Regions from separate parts of the Pan troglodytes genome. Here all the other regions are linked to region 1. The links are chromatin contacts, called in public HiChIP or PLAC-seq maps. All regions are on one chromosome and are shown on one strand. The core of a region is the stretch at or near the end of the contact, and the rest is flanking DNA. Distances in the headings are between cores, read along the strand shown. Region 1 holds the start of POC1A (POC1 centriolar protein A). Region 2 holds the start of PARP3 (poly(ADP-ribose) polymerase family member 3). Region 3 holds the start of RPL29 (ribosomal protein L29).

Region 1 (3,936 bases), core at 402-2,901:
GTCTTAACACTTGAAGGGTTATAATTCAGCCATCCAAACATCTCCCCCTACTCTAAGTATCAGAAACCTCAAAGAAGCATTTTGGGTGCTCCAGGAAGCCCAAAGGCTCCTCCTGGGAAAGGATGTCCTTGGGGCACAGCAAAGCCACTGCCACCCTACAGAGCAGTAACCAGAACAAAGGCCCTATGGCCTTGTGCCCAGCTCCACCCCTAACGCACCTGTCAGAGTCTCCTTTCAACAACAGAGGGAGGAGCAGCTGGGGGAGGGTCCCCAACAGAGCCTTCTGCTCTCACCTAAGCTTCTTGAAAGAACATGCGTAAGAGAGTGTCCGCCTCTAGGCTCAGTGGGCAGAGGCAAGTTCAGGTCCACCCCTGACCAGTAGGCCCATGGTATCTCTCAACACCGCCTCCCCTCTGTAGTTCCCTGCATGTGGGCCTCATCTCCCTCAACAGTGGTTTATACATGAGGGGACAGGAAGGGAGGTAGAGTACCAGATTAGGAGTCAAAAGGTCTGTATCCTAGCCTGGAATCTCCGTCCATGTCCTCAAGTGCCTCAGGGCATCACAGGCTACCACCCAGCCTCCCTGACTCTCCAATCAGCCAGAGGGCCTTGCCCGTTCAAAGAAATCTCTCGAAATGAGGACCTCTGGAGGAATGTGAACTCAGAGAGGGCGGCTCCGCCCCGCTCACACTGCAGGCCCGGGCATCCCAGCGTCCTGCTGTACCTACCTGCTGGAGCAGGGTGTACCCTCAACAAGACCCCACGCAGCCACCCACTGCTAAGGACGTGGAGAATGGCTAGAGAGGCCCGATACCGGCCCCAGGTCACACATGAGTCGGGACTTGGTCGTGTGTCCCTCGCTAGGATGCAAACTATGGAGGCAGAGGCCTGTTTGTTCGCTCCAGAAACCCAGCGCAGGGCCTGGCACGCAGGAGGCGCTCAGAAAGTGCCCGACCCAGCGCCCCCTGCGCAGACGGTAAACTGGACCTGAAGAGGACCACCCTGGAACCTGGCGCCCCGCCCGCCCCTCGCAGCCATCGCTCTGGCCACTAGGCGCCCAGTGTCCCAGCGGGGAGACTGAGGCCTGGGGAGTTGCTCTCGGCTGGGCTTACCGCGCAGGGCGCAGCCATGGCGGGGCTGGCGACGCCGAAGGCAGCTGCGGTGGCCGTTGCGGCCCGTTCAGTTTCCGCGCCCCCAACGGCCACCAATAGCAACGCGGGCCGCGTCGGCACGCCCCGCCCACCGCAATTAAAGGAGAAGCGCCTCAGCTTTTTGCCCGACGACTGGAAGCAGAGCTGTATGACCGGCGGCCGGCGCCACGGTCTCCGTGCCCAGTTCCCCAAGCCCAGACAACCCACAGACAGCGCAGCCAAAAGCCTCTGTCCGCCGCCACTCGTTCCGCCTGAGAAATTAAAAGACCCAGGATGAAGGGTTCACCCCACCAGCCCGTCGTCCGGCTACTCTAACGGCGAGCGCAGCCTGCTGGGAAATGCAGTTCCAAGCCGCCCACGCCCCTATGTCTGGAGGAAGGTGGAGCTACAGTTCCCAACATGACGTGAGGGCGGGCCGGGTTTTACCACCCGAAGCGACGGCCTTAAGGATCCCGGAAGCGGAGGACACGTGGGTTGCTGTAACCAGATTGCCTTAAAGCACCCGCGCGCGCCGGCGCAGCCAGATTTTCCCCGCAGGAACCTACTGAGAGCTGAGTATTCGCCCCTCGGGAACTCTCAGTGGTTCGCCGTCCGAACGTTCTTAAGACAAGTGTCGATTTAAAATAACATGAGTTACTCGGAATCACAATCATGGAGTGGAGAGATCAAGGTTCGATTCTCAGTTCTCGCCCTGATTGGCTGTGTGATCTCAGGAAAAACGCCTCTGCTCTGTGCCCCGGTTTCCCCATTTGTAACACGAGGGAGTGTGGTGCAGCCCGGCCCTGTCAGGATCCTTAAGGCCTCAGAAGCTGTTAGAAACCCAGTCTTTAAAAGAAGGAGAGGCCGGGCTCAGTGGCTCACGCCTGTAATCTCAGCACTTTGCCACTTTGGGAGGCCGAGGTGGGTGGATCACCTGAGGTCAGGAGTATGAGACCAGCCTGGCCAACATGGTGAAACCCCATGTCTACTAAAAATACAAAAATTAGCCGGGCGTGGTGGCACGCGCCTGTAAACCCAGCTACTCGGGAGGCTGAGGGAGGAGAATTGTTCGAACTCCGGAGGCAGAGGTTGCAGTGAGCCTAGATGTTGCCGCTGCACTCCAGCCTGGGCAACAGAGGGAGACTCTGTCTCAAAAAAAATATATATATATATAAAATAAAATTTGAAGGCCACCAGCAACCATCTGAATAGACTCCCTGCTTGGCCAGGGCACTCAAATTTAACCTGAAAGAGTGGTTCAGGCCATGATGGGAAGTGGGGGTTGGACATGCCTCATTATACTCTCCAGCATTAACATCAACAAAAACCTTAAGTCTGATAAGAAACATTTACGATCTATTTTCTCTGAAACCTGCTACCTGGAGGCTTCATCTGCATGGTAAAACCTTGGTCTCCATAACCCCTTATCTTAACCGAGATATCCCTTTCTACTGATAATAATTATTTCAACCAATTGCCAATCAGAATATGTTTAAATCTACCAATGACCTGGAAGTTTCCCACTTCGAGTTGTCTTGTCCTTCCAGATCAAACCAATGTAAATCTTACATGTATTGATTGATGTATTTTGTCTCCCTAAAATGTATAAAACCATGCTGTGCCCAGGCCACTTGGGCACATGTTGTCAGGACCTCCTGAGGCTGTGTCATGGGTGTGTCCTTAACCTTAGCAAAATAAATTTTCTAAGTTGACTGAGACCTTTCGGGTTGACAGTTTGGCAACCACGAAAGGATTCTGAGTGGAGGTGCCCCTGACCTTTGACAGATCTCCTATCGGTGCTTGGTACCAGCTTGAGCTATCTTTATGGCTCAAATCTACAGGACAATTTGCTAAGGCCTGGGAGCCCCCCTCCACAAAATTCCTGATCTTCCCAAATTTGGTTAACATCTAAAGTTTATTTTACTGTACAGCTCCTTTTTCTGGAGTTTTACTTGTTTCCAACAATGAAGGCAGGTTTTCCTGCTTCCCTGACGATGGAAGGCAGGTAACTCCTTTCTGGAGTTTGAGCTCGCTTCCAACAGAGAAGGCAAGTTTGAGTTTTCCCTACTTCTGGGATGGTAGAGAGCAGTCTTTAGCCTAAGACCTGTTCTTAGGTAAGTAGCCGAATTGGGGATTTTCTTGGCTGAAGTTAAGGTTAACAACCAGCTGGTCTTAATTTTCCTTACCATTAGAGTGCTCAGTAATCATATAAATTGTACGATCAAGCCCGGCATGGTGGCTCACGCCTGTAATCCCAGCACTTTGGGAAGCCAAGGCGGGTGGATTACAAGGTCAGGACATCGCAGACCATCCTGGCTAACACGGTGAAACCCCGTCTCTACTAAAAATACAAAAAATTAGCAGGGCGTGGTGGCTGGCGCCTGTAGTCCCAGCTACTCGGGAGGCTGAGGCAGGAGAATGGCATGAACCCGGGAGGCGGAGCTTGCAGTCAGCCTAGATCAAGCCCCTGCACTCCAGCCTGGGCGACAGAGCGAGACTCCGTCTCAAAAAAAAATAAAATAAATAAAATAAATAAACAAATTGTGCGATCACTTTTTTTTTTTTTGCTTAACTGTTTTTTGTTGTTGTTTGTTTCTGTTTTGTTTCATTCTTTTTCCCATTGAGGTTGACGAATTATATCTGACTTGATCAAATCTGAAGGAAAGTTCCAAAGTTTGGGGAACAAGGCCTCGGAATTGGCTAAATTCCCACAACGGAAAAAGAAAAAAGCCTGGGCAAGGTGGCTCACGCCTGTAATTCCAACACTTTGGGAGGCCGAGGTGGGTGGATCACCTGAGGTCAGAA
Region 2 (3,936 bases), core at 453-2,952, 210 kb before region 1:
ACCTGCAAGCAACCACACCCATCACCTGCAGAAATGAGGGAGGCATCCAAAGCCCTCTACAATCTACATGCACTTATGACCAGTCCTCCTGTTTTTGTGTGTGGTTTTTTTTTAGAGACAGGATCTTGCTGTCACCCAGACTGGAGAGCAGTGCATGATCATAGTTCAACTCCCTGGGAAGGGATCCCCAAACCTTAGCCTCCTGAGTAGTTGGGACTACAGGGGCACACCACCATACCCAGCTAACTTTTTTTTTTTTTTGTACAGACAAGATCTCGCTATGTTGCCCAGGCTGGTCTCAAACTCCTGACATCAAGCAATCCTCCCGCCTTGGCCTCCCAAAGTGCTGGGATTAGAGGCATGAGTTACCAGGCCCAGCCCCCTTCCATCTTTTCTACTGCCCATTCTGGCACACTTACACCTCAGACTTTCCTCTGATCACTGAATGCCTTCCCTACCTCTCCGTGAGAGACTCCTCTTCATCTCTCAAGACCCTATTTAAATGTCCCTCCTCTGTTCCCAGAACACACAACTATAAAATACACACCTCACTACAACACACTCTCTTCACCCGCCTGCCTATCTCTGCACTTCCAACAGCAAAGGCAGTGCCTGGCATGTTAAGAGACGGGGAGCCCAGTAATTGTGAAATTGCAGGAAAACTGGCAAAGGAAGAAGGATGCAAGAAATACTTGACAGCTTTGTTCTGTTTTCCTGCAATTTCTCAATCAGTCCAGTCCCTGCCAAAACCTAAGGAGGTCTCAATGGCCTTGGATTGGGGCCCAGGGTCCTTCCACCCAGAGACCTCGCAGAAACAAGACTTTGCAGGACCAGAAACTAAAGGAAACAGCCACGATCTCAGAGCCAAGGGCCAGAGTCTTGGATTCTAGGCTCAGTTCTGTTCGGACTCACTCAGTCTTCCGTGCACCATAGGACTCAGTTTTCCCTCCCACTATGTGGAAAAGAACAGCTCACCTCTCGCTCTCAGAGTCGCTGGAGATCTCCTCATTCATCTTGCCGCCACCCTTGGATTTGCCCCTGTCCCCCGCAGAGTCGGCCTGGGAATTATACGGTCTTTTCTTTGGTCAGGGGTCCAGACCACCCTGGCATTGACCAAGGGCCCCCCCGCCCTCGGTTCCCTCAGAACCCCAGGAATGGGGAAGGCGGTGGTTCCCGGGTTAAGCGAACGGCTTTCTAGGATTTGGCTCGCGGAGAGAGGGACGAAGCTGACTCCAGCAGGGGTCCAGGGCGAAGGGCTGGGGAAGGGCCCGGACCCAGGTCCCCTGGATGGGATGACGGTTGTCCGAGTAGCAGGGCTGACCGCGGCCCTCAGAAGCGCCATGCTCACCTTTCGCCGCCGCTTGCCGGCCCCCGCGCCAGCCCCGGCCCCAGAGGCCGGCTTTCCCCGCTTACGAGCAGCCGCTGTTGCCGACATGCTGCCCACCAGGCGTGTAGCAGCGGCCGCAGAACTCACGTGGCAGCTGAACCCTCCCAGCTCCCCAGCCGCCTGGCAAGACCCCGCGTATTGATAGGCTTCCACCGCCCGCCGGGCCCCGCCTCCTACTGCTCCATTGGGTCCTTCTGCAGGCTCTGCCACGCCCCCAGGCACCCATAGGATGCACGCTTGTAGCCCCGCCTTCTGAAGTTCCTAGGCTCCCGCACCAGGCTCGAGTAGGAAGCCCGCATCTCCACGGCGCTTCCGGCCTGAAGCTGTGGCGCTTGCGCTCTGCTGCTGGCCGACTTCGAAGTCGGAGCAAGAGCCTTCTCTGTGTTTGCGCCCCTTGGCCGCTGGGGGGCGCCAGAGACGCGGCGCCCTTTCGCGTTCTGGAACGTGACTCCTCCCCTCCATGGGCAGCCCGGCGCTAGACCCAACGGGGATCCAAGCAGCCCCGGGGAGAGGGAGGCTGCGTTTGTATCCGGGCCCAAGGTCACCGCGCGACCGGCAGATGCGTGCTGCAGGCCCCGGCCACATGAGCAGCGCTACGGACGCGACTGCCCCGGCCTTGGATATGCCAGATCGAGTGTCCACCCGTCCGTAGGACTGGTCGCCTGACTCGGCCTGTCCCAGCCTCTGCTTCACCCCACTGGTGGCCAAATAGCCGATGTCTAATCCCCCACACAAGCTCATCCCCGGCCTCTGGCGATTGTTGGGAATTCTCTCCCTAATTCACGCCTGAGGCTCATGGAGAGTTGCTAGACCTGGGACTGCCCTGGGAGGCGCACACAACCAGGCCGTGTGGCAGCCAGGACCTCTCCCATGTCCCTGCTTTTCTTGGGTGAGTGTCCTATGGTCCTGCCCACAGCAGGGCAGGGCAAGGCCTGGTGGGACTGGCCTTTGCCCTCTATCAGTTCAAGGCCACTGATCCGGAGTTCTGGCTCCTCAGAACTCTTGAGTCCATTGGGAAGGGCTTCTACAGCTCTGGGTTCTAAGCTCCGGGAGGATAAATCTGGCCCCAAGAATCCTGCCCCCAGGAGCCTCTGCCCACCCTCCCCCATAGCTCGGTGACTCAGCCCGGCAACCATGCCAGGGCCGAACTAGCTGACACAGGGGGAGGAGCCCCGAAGTGGAAGAGAGAGATCCTCCTTTCACTTTCCCTACCCCTCAGGACACACAGGTGAGCTGCAGAGGGTAGGGAGCCAGGCAGACCCTGTTGACCAGAGTGGGCAGACTGGACAGAGTCCTAACCTTGCACTTGGGACTGGGGAAAGGGGTGTTTCTGAGTGACAAAGAGCCGGGTGTGGTCTGGGGCTGGGAATGCCGTCAGAGTGGACACAGGATGCAGTGGGAGGCCACCGAAGGGCCAACCCGGGGTGGGGCAAGTTGGTGCTGTGCTGGCCCAGGGCAGGGGTGGGGACTGAGAGTGGGTCGTTGGGGATGAGGAGACCATGGAGGCCTAAGGGCCTCTCTGTGCCCCAGGACAGCCATGGCTCCAAAGCGGAAGCCCTGGGTACAGACTGAGGGCCCTGAGAAGAAGAAGGGCTGGCAGGCAGGAAGGGAGGAGGACCCCTTCCGCTCCACCGCTGAGGCCCTCAAGGCCATACCCGCAGAGAAGCGCATAATCTGCATGGATCCAACATGTCCACTCAGCAGCAACCCCGGGACCCAGGTGAGCTGCAGTCCCCAGTCAGGCCCAGAGCCTGCCCACTGATAAGCACAAACACACCCAGGCCACCCCCTTAGGACTCTGTTCTGGTTTTGGAGCCCAAGGCCCCCAGGTAAGCGCCAGAGCAAGGCCATGTTCTCCTGACCCCAGACGTCAGGGCTGTGTCCCGTCAGGTCCAGGCGGGTCACATCTGCCCTTCAGACCCCATGCAGGCCTCCTCCCACCGCACTTAGGGAAAGGCTGTGACTACATCAGTCTCCTGGGCGCTTGCCCATGTCCCCTCAGGGCAGAGCCATGTCCCTCTCAGATTCCCCCATCCAGGGCCCAGCTGTGTCCCCCCCAGCACCCCCCATACCTCCATGTCAGGGTTTAGCCATGTCCTCTCACACCGCATCCCCTAGGGAAGAGCAGTGACCCCCCCAAGCTTCCAAGACAGGGTCCCTCTGACTCCCACTGCCGTCAGACTCCTGTCGCCATCAGAGCCCTCTCGGTGTACGGCCAGGCACCCCATCTGACCCCAGCCAGCCTGCCCCCCACCTCCCCTCTGGCCCAGGTGTATGAGGACTACGACTGCACCCTGAACCAGACCAACATCGAGAACAACAACAACAAGTTCTACATCATCCAGCTGCTCCAAGACAGCAACCGCTTCACCTGCTGGAACCGCTGGGGCCGTGTGGTGAGTGCCCTGCCTGCTCTGCACATACTCCCCAGGGTCCTCAAAAGGCCACAGCTACTGACTGGGGGGGGCACCTCCCAACTGTCCCGGGGCGCTCAGCACAGGGCCTGGCCCGACACACAGGCCAGCAAATGCTGATGGTGGGCATACCCC
Region 3 (3,936 bases), core at 923-3,422, 160 kb before region 1:
AGCCTGAGCTGGAACTGAAGCTGGAGCTGCAGCCTGGGCCTTGGTTTGATCCTTGGCCTTGGCCTTTGGCCGGCACAGCCTGAGCCCCTTGGCAATACGGGCACGAGCACGCTTCCCAAGCTTGGGGTGGGCAATGTAGGCAAGTCGATCGAGCTTGCGGCTGACACCCTTTGGGATCTTGGGCTTAACCTCCTTGGGCTTTACGAGGGCCTTGATAGCCTCGGCACGTGCACTCATGGCCTTGGCATTGTTGGCCTGCATCTTCTTTAGGCCCTTTTTGTTGTGCTTCTTGGCAAAGCGCATGTTCCTCAGGAACTTGGGGTCCACCTGAAAAGCAGGAAAGGTACAGGTGGCAGCATGTGGGTCCCCAAGTCTCTCCCTGCTGCCCCTCTCCATAGGGGTACCCAGCATTCTAAAGACAGCATCAAGTCAACCTCAAATGTGGAAATACCCAACCTCTTGAAACTATTTCCAGAGAAAGTGTACCACCACCCCAGGGAGCCAATACGCCACCTGGGTAATGCTGTGCAGACCTCCTTCAAGAACAAAATTACAAGCTGCTTTGCTGCCCTGTCTGCCAAGGTTGTGGGGCTTCGCTTCAACTTCCTACAGCAGGGGTTCAACCAAGTTTTTTCCTGACATCCCCTCAGGGACACCCCCTCCCCTCTTTAGAAGAAGGTGTCAATTAAATACCAAGTCTGGTCCAAAAGACTTATAGCCAAGGTGGAATATGGGGAAACTGAGGCTCAGAGTTTGTGATTCACTCCACGGAACAGAGAGCAAAAGTAAAGGGAAGGAACAGACTGGGGACATGCTCAGCTCTCCCCTAGACCCTCCAGCCTTCTCAGCTAATCCTTAGAACCCCCTGACACAGGAAGAGAAGCTGACCCCAACTCCAGCACTGGGTCAGATGGAGGTCATAAGGCTGGTCAGTGTGGGAATGTGCCCTGCACGCACTCAGACAAGGCCACTCCTTACCCTAAGTGCCACTGCCAAGCAAGGGAGATAGCCAAACTGCCCTCAGGAGGCAGGTTACACCCTGACCAGAGGGTTACACTTCAGGCTGTGGAGACCAAGGAAAGCTTTATTATGGGTCTGGTAGGGTAGAAAAAGGAATTGCAGGCTTTGGGTGGGCCAGTTAGGCTGTGCTCAGGCAGAAGCCAAAGCTAGAGAAAAACTACATGAAAGGCCTTGACTGTGCACCTGGACCAAGAAAAGACACTTCCATGTGATTCAGTGCACTCACCCCCTTAAGAGATTCGTATCTTTGTGATCGGGGTTTCTTGATACCATTTCTGTGCCATTTTCGGGCTGTGGGAGAAAAAAAGGGAATTAAGCCAACAAAGAACTTTCCTCTAATAAGACCACCCAACATCACAGCTGGCAAGTCTGGGAGAACCAACACTTCCTACAGCAGCTACACTTGAGATATGAGAAACCCTTACTACTAAATGCAAAACACTCTGTATCTCAAGTAGATCTCTAAACCTATAACCCTAAAGTTATTACTGGGTGAAATCAATCAGCCTCAGGCCCACAATGGAAACGTGCCCCTTCATCTCTGTCCCAGTTTGCCTGAACCAGTCCTTGCCAGGGTCTGGGATGTAGGCAGGGCCCAAAAAACTTACACTGGTTGTGTGTGGTGTGGTTCTTGGACTTGGCCATGTCTGCACCTGGAAGACAAAAGTGGAGATCAGGGTTAAGGGCTCGCCAGGCTGGGCCACCTCTGCCCCACCCCCCCCCATTCTGGTCAGAATGAGCCTGCAGACAGAGAATGTGCAGCCTCCACGAGTCTCGGCTTACTCTGCACGACCCAACGCCAGTCCTGGCCTCCCAAACCCAGGTAATGATGCCCTGAAATCAACTCCTTACCCCCGGAAAGCTGCATTCCCCAATAAAGTGGCTTTCCCTGCCATCCCCCTCCTAGGACCTAGAAGCACCATTCCCACTCCGCAGCTTTTGCTCCCGACAGACACACGGTCGGTCACCAGTCCTCTCCGCAGCCCGCGCCCCGCCGCCACCCGTAAGTCGCGGATGGCATCGGATGCCGCGCGGCCAACACTCACCATAAGCCGCGGCTCCCGAAGCGCCTAGAACCGGAAGAGAAAGGGGCTGCGGTGCAGCACGGGAAATAGGGTCAACAACGCCGGAAAGTACTACTGGAAAAGCTTCCCCAGGCTCCGCGAAGAAAAGTTCCGAAGCCCGGAAGAACGCAAGCCAGACGTGGAGGCGGTGCTACGAGCTTGCCTCCGCCACCTTCAGGCTGCCTCCTCCCTTCTCTGTTTCTCCAGGACCTGGCTCTTAAGTCTTATTCAAGATCCTGAAAAAGAAAGGAGTCCTTGAGGGATGTTGTTGGGCAAGGAGATCTGTGTTCTTTTTCTTTTTTTTTTTTTTTGAGACGGAGTTTCGCTCTTCCACCGAGGCTGGAGGGCAGTGGCACAATCTCCGCCCACTGCAACCTCCGCCTTCCGGTTTCAAGCGATTCTCTTGCCTCAGCCTCCCGAGTAGCTGGGATTACAGGCGCCCACCACCACGCCCGGCTAATTTTTATATTTTTAGTAGAGACGGGGTTTCACCATGTTGTCCAGGCTGGTCTCGAACTCCTGACCTCGCGATCCGCTCGCCTCTGCCCCCCAAAGTGCTGGGATTACAGGCGTGAGCCACCGCGCCTGGCCGATCTGTGTTCTTAAAAGCACCCCTGTAATCCCAGCACTTTGGGAGTCTGAGGTGGGCGGATCACGAGGTCAGGAGTTCCAGACCAGCCTGGACAACATGGTGAAACCCCATCTCTACTAAAAATACAAAAAAAAAAAATTCACGGGGCGTGGTGGCACGTGCCTGTAATCCCAGCTACTCTGGAGGCTGAGGCAGGAGAATTGCTTGAATCTGGGAGGTGGAGGTTGCAGTGAGCCAAGATCGCGCCATTGCACTCCAGCCTGGGCTACAGGGCAAGACTCTGTCTCAAAAAAAAAAAAAAGAAAAGCACGCCTGACTCTTTCGTGGAGAAGGAGCAGAGGGGAGGAAGGAGAGAGGGCTGCCTGGACCTGAGGGAGGACAGTGGGAATGCAGAGGAGTGGACAAAGAAAGAGTACTGGACTTGGGACACAGAAGATGAGGGAGAAAAAGGAGGCAAGGATAGCCCCTATGTCTTTGGCTTGACAACTGGGTGAATGGTGGGGCTGTTTACAGAGATGGAAGATTGAGTGGGGAGCGGGGGCTTTGTTTGTTTTGTTTTGAGGGGGAATGATGAGCCAGATATTTTTGTTGGATGCATTAAATGTGAGATGCCTGTTGGACATCAGAATTGAGAAAGTGTTGCCTCTAACAACTCTGTTGCCTTCTCCACCTCTTCCCCCTATAGTTCATTTTCCACACGGCAGTGGGTCTTGGGGACTTGTTTTAAGATACAAATCAGATCCTGTCCCTTAAATCTGCAAGGACATCCCCTTGCATTGAAGATCAATTCTTTACCCACTTGACCCTGACAACCTCTGTCATTTACTTCTCTCCAAACCCATTGCCTTTCTTTCCTGCCAACCACAAATGTGTGTTCTGCCTCAGGACCTTTGCACTTGCTATCCCAGCCACCTGGACTGCCCTTCTCCCTGCTTTTTGGATGGTGTGCTCTTTCCTATAGAGGCCTCCCTGGACTCCATTATCTAAAATAGAGAACCACTGCCTCATCTCACCAGTGATTCTGTGTCCTCTCATGGTTTTCTTTCTTTTCTATTCTTTTTTTTTTTCTTTTTTTTAGACAGTCTCACTCTGTCTCCCAGGCTGGAGTGCAGTGGTGCGATCTCAGCTCACTGCAACCTCTGCCTCCTGGGTTCAAGCGATTCTCCTGCCTCAGCCTCCCGAGTAGCTGGGATTACGGGCGCACACCACCACTCCCAGCTAATTTTTAAAGAATTATTTTTAGTAGAGACGGGTTTTCAC

Evidence for each region. HiChIP or PLAC-seq counts read pairs in DNA pulled down with a chosen protein or histone mark.
Region 2: an H3K4me3 HiChIP or PLAC-seq map of stem cell-derived excitatory neurons shows a contact between it and region 1, with 3 times the contacts expected there. The contact joins the promoter of PARP3 here to the promoter of POC1A in region 1. A contact is called at or near these places in 2 of 7 Hi-C or Micro-C datasets (induced pluripotent stem cells and stem cell-derived neural progenitor cells) and 1 of 1 datasets of contacts at active chromatin or transcription factors (stem cell-derived excitatory neurons).
Region 3: an H3K4me3 HiChIP or PLAC-seq map of stem cell-derived excitatory neurons shows a contact between it and region 1, with 14 times the contacts expected there. The contact joins the promoter of RPL29 here to the promoter of POC1A in region 1. A contact is called at or near these places in 4 of 7 Hi-C or Micro-C datasets (induced pluripotent stem cells, a lymphoblastoid cell line and stem cell-derived neural progenitor cells), 1 of 1 datasets of contacts at active chromatin or transcription factors (stem cell-derived excitatory neurons) and 1 of 1 other capture datasets (stem cell-derived neural stem cells).

Annotation. Positions count from the first base shown.
Region 1 is chr2:56,196,722-56,200,657 of NHGRI_mPanTro3-v2.0_pri, forward strand. POC1A (POC1 centriolar protein A) reads right to left here and starts at 1,652. Exons shown (of 12, transcript XM_063806806.1): 1 at 1,579-1,652; 2 at 1,114-1,403. The coding sequence starts at 1,131.
Region 2 is chr2:55,984,034-55,987,969 of NHGRI_mPanTro3-v2.0_pri, forward strand. It overlaps PARP3 (poly(ADP-ribose) polymerase family member 3), which reads left to right and starts at 1,703. Exons shown (of 11, transcript XM_001170233.7): 1 at 1,703-2,276; 2 at 2,923-3,107; 3 at 3,658-3,783. The coding sequence starts at 2,258. RRP9 (ribosomal RNA processing 9, U3 small nucleolar RNA binding protein) reads right to left here and starts at 1,773. Exons shown (of 15, transcript XM_001170125.8): 1 at 1,349-1,773; 2 at 976-1,058. The coding sequence starts at 1,435.
Region 3 is chr2:56,037,497-56,041,432 of NHGRI_mPanTro3-v2.0_pri, forward strand. It overlaps RPL29 (ribosomal protein L29), which reads right to left and starts at 2,173. Exons shown (of 4, transcript NM_001251939.2): 1 at 2,067-2,173; 2 at 1,629-1,673; 3 at 1,247-1,311; 4 at 1-327. The coding sequence starts at 1,665.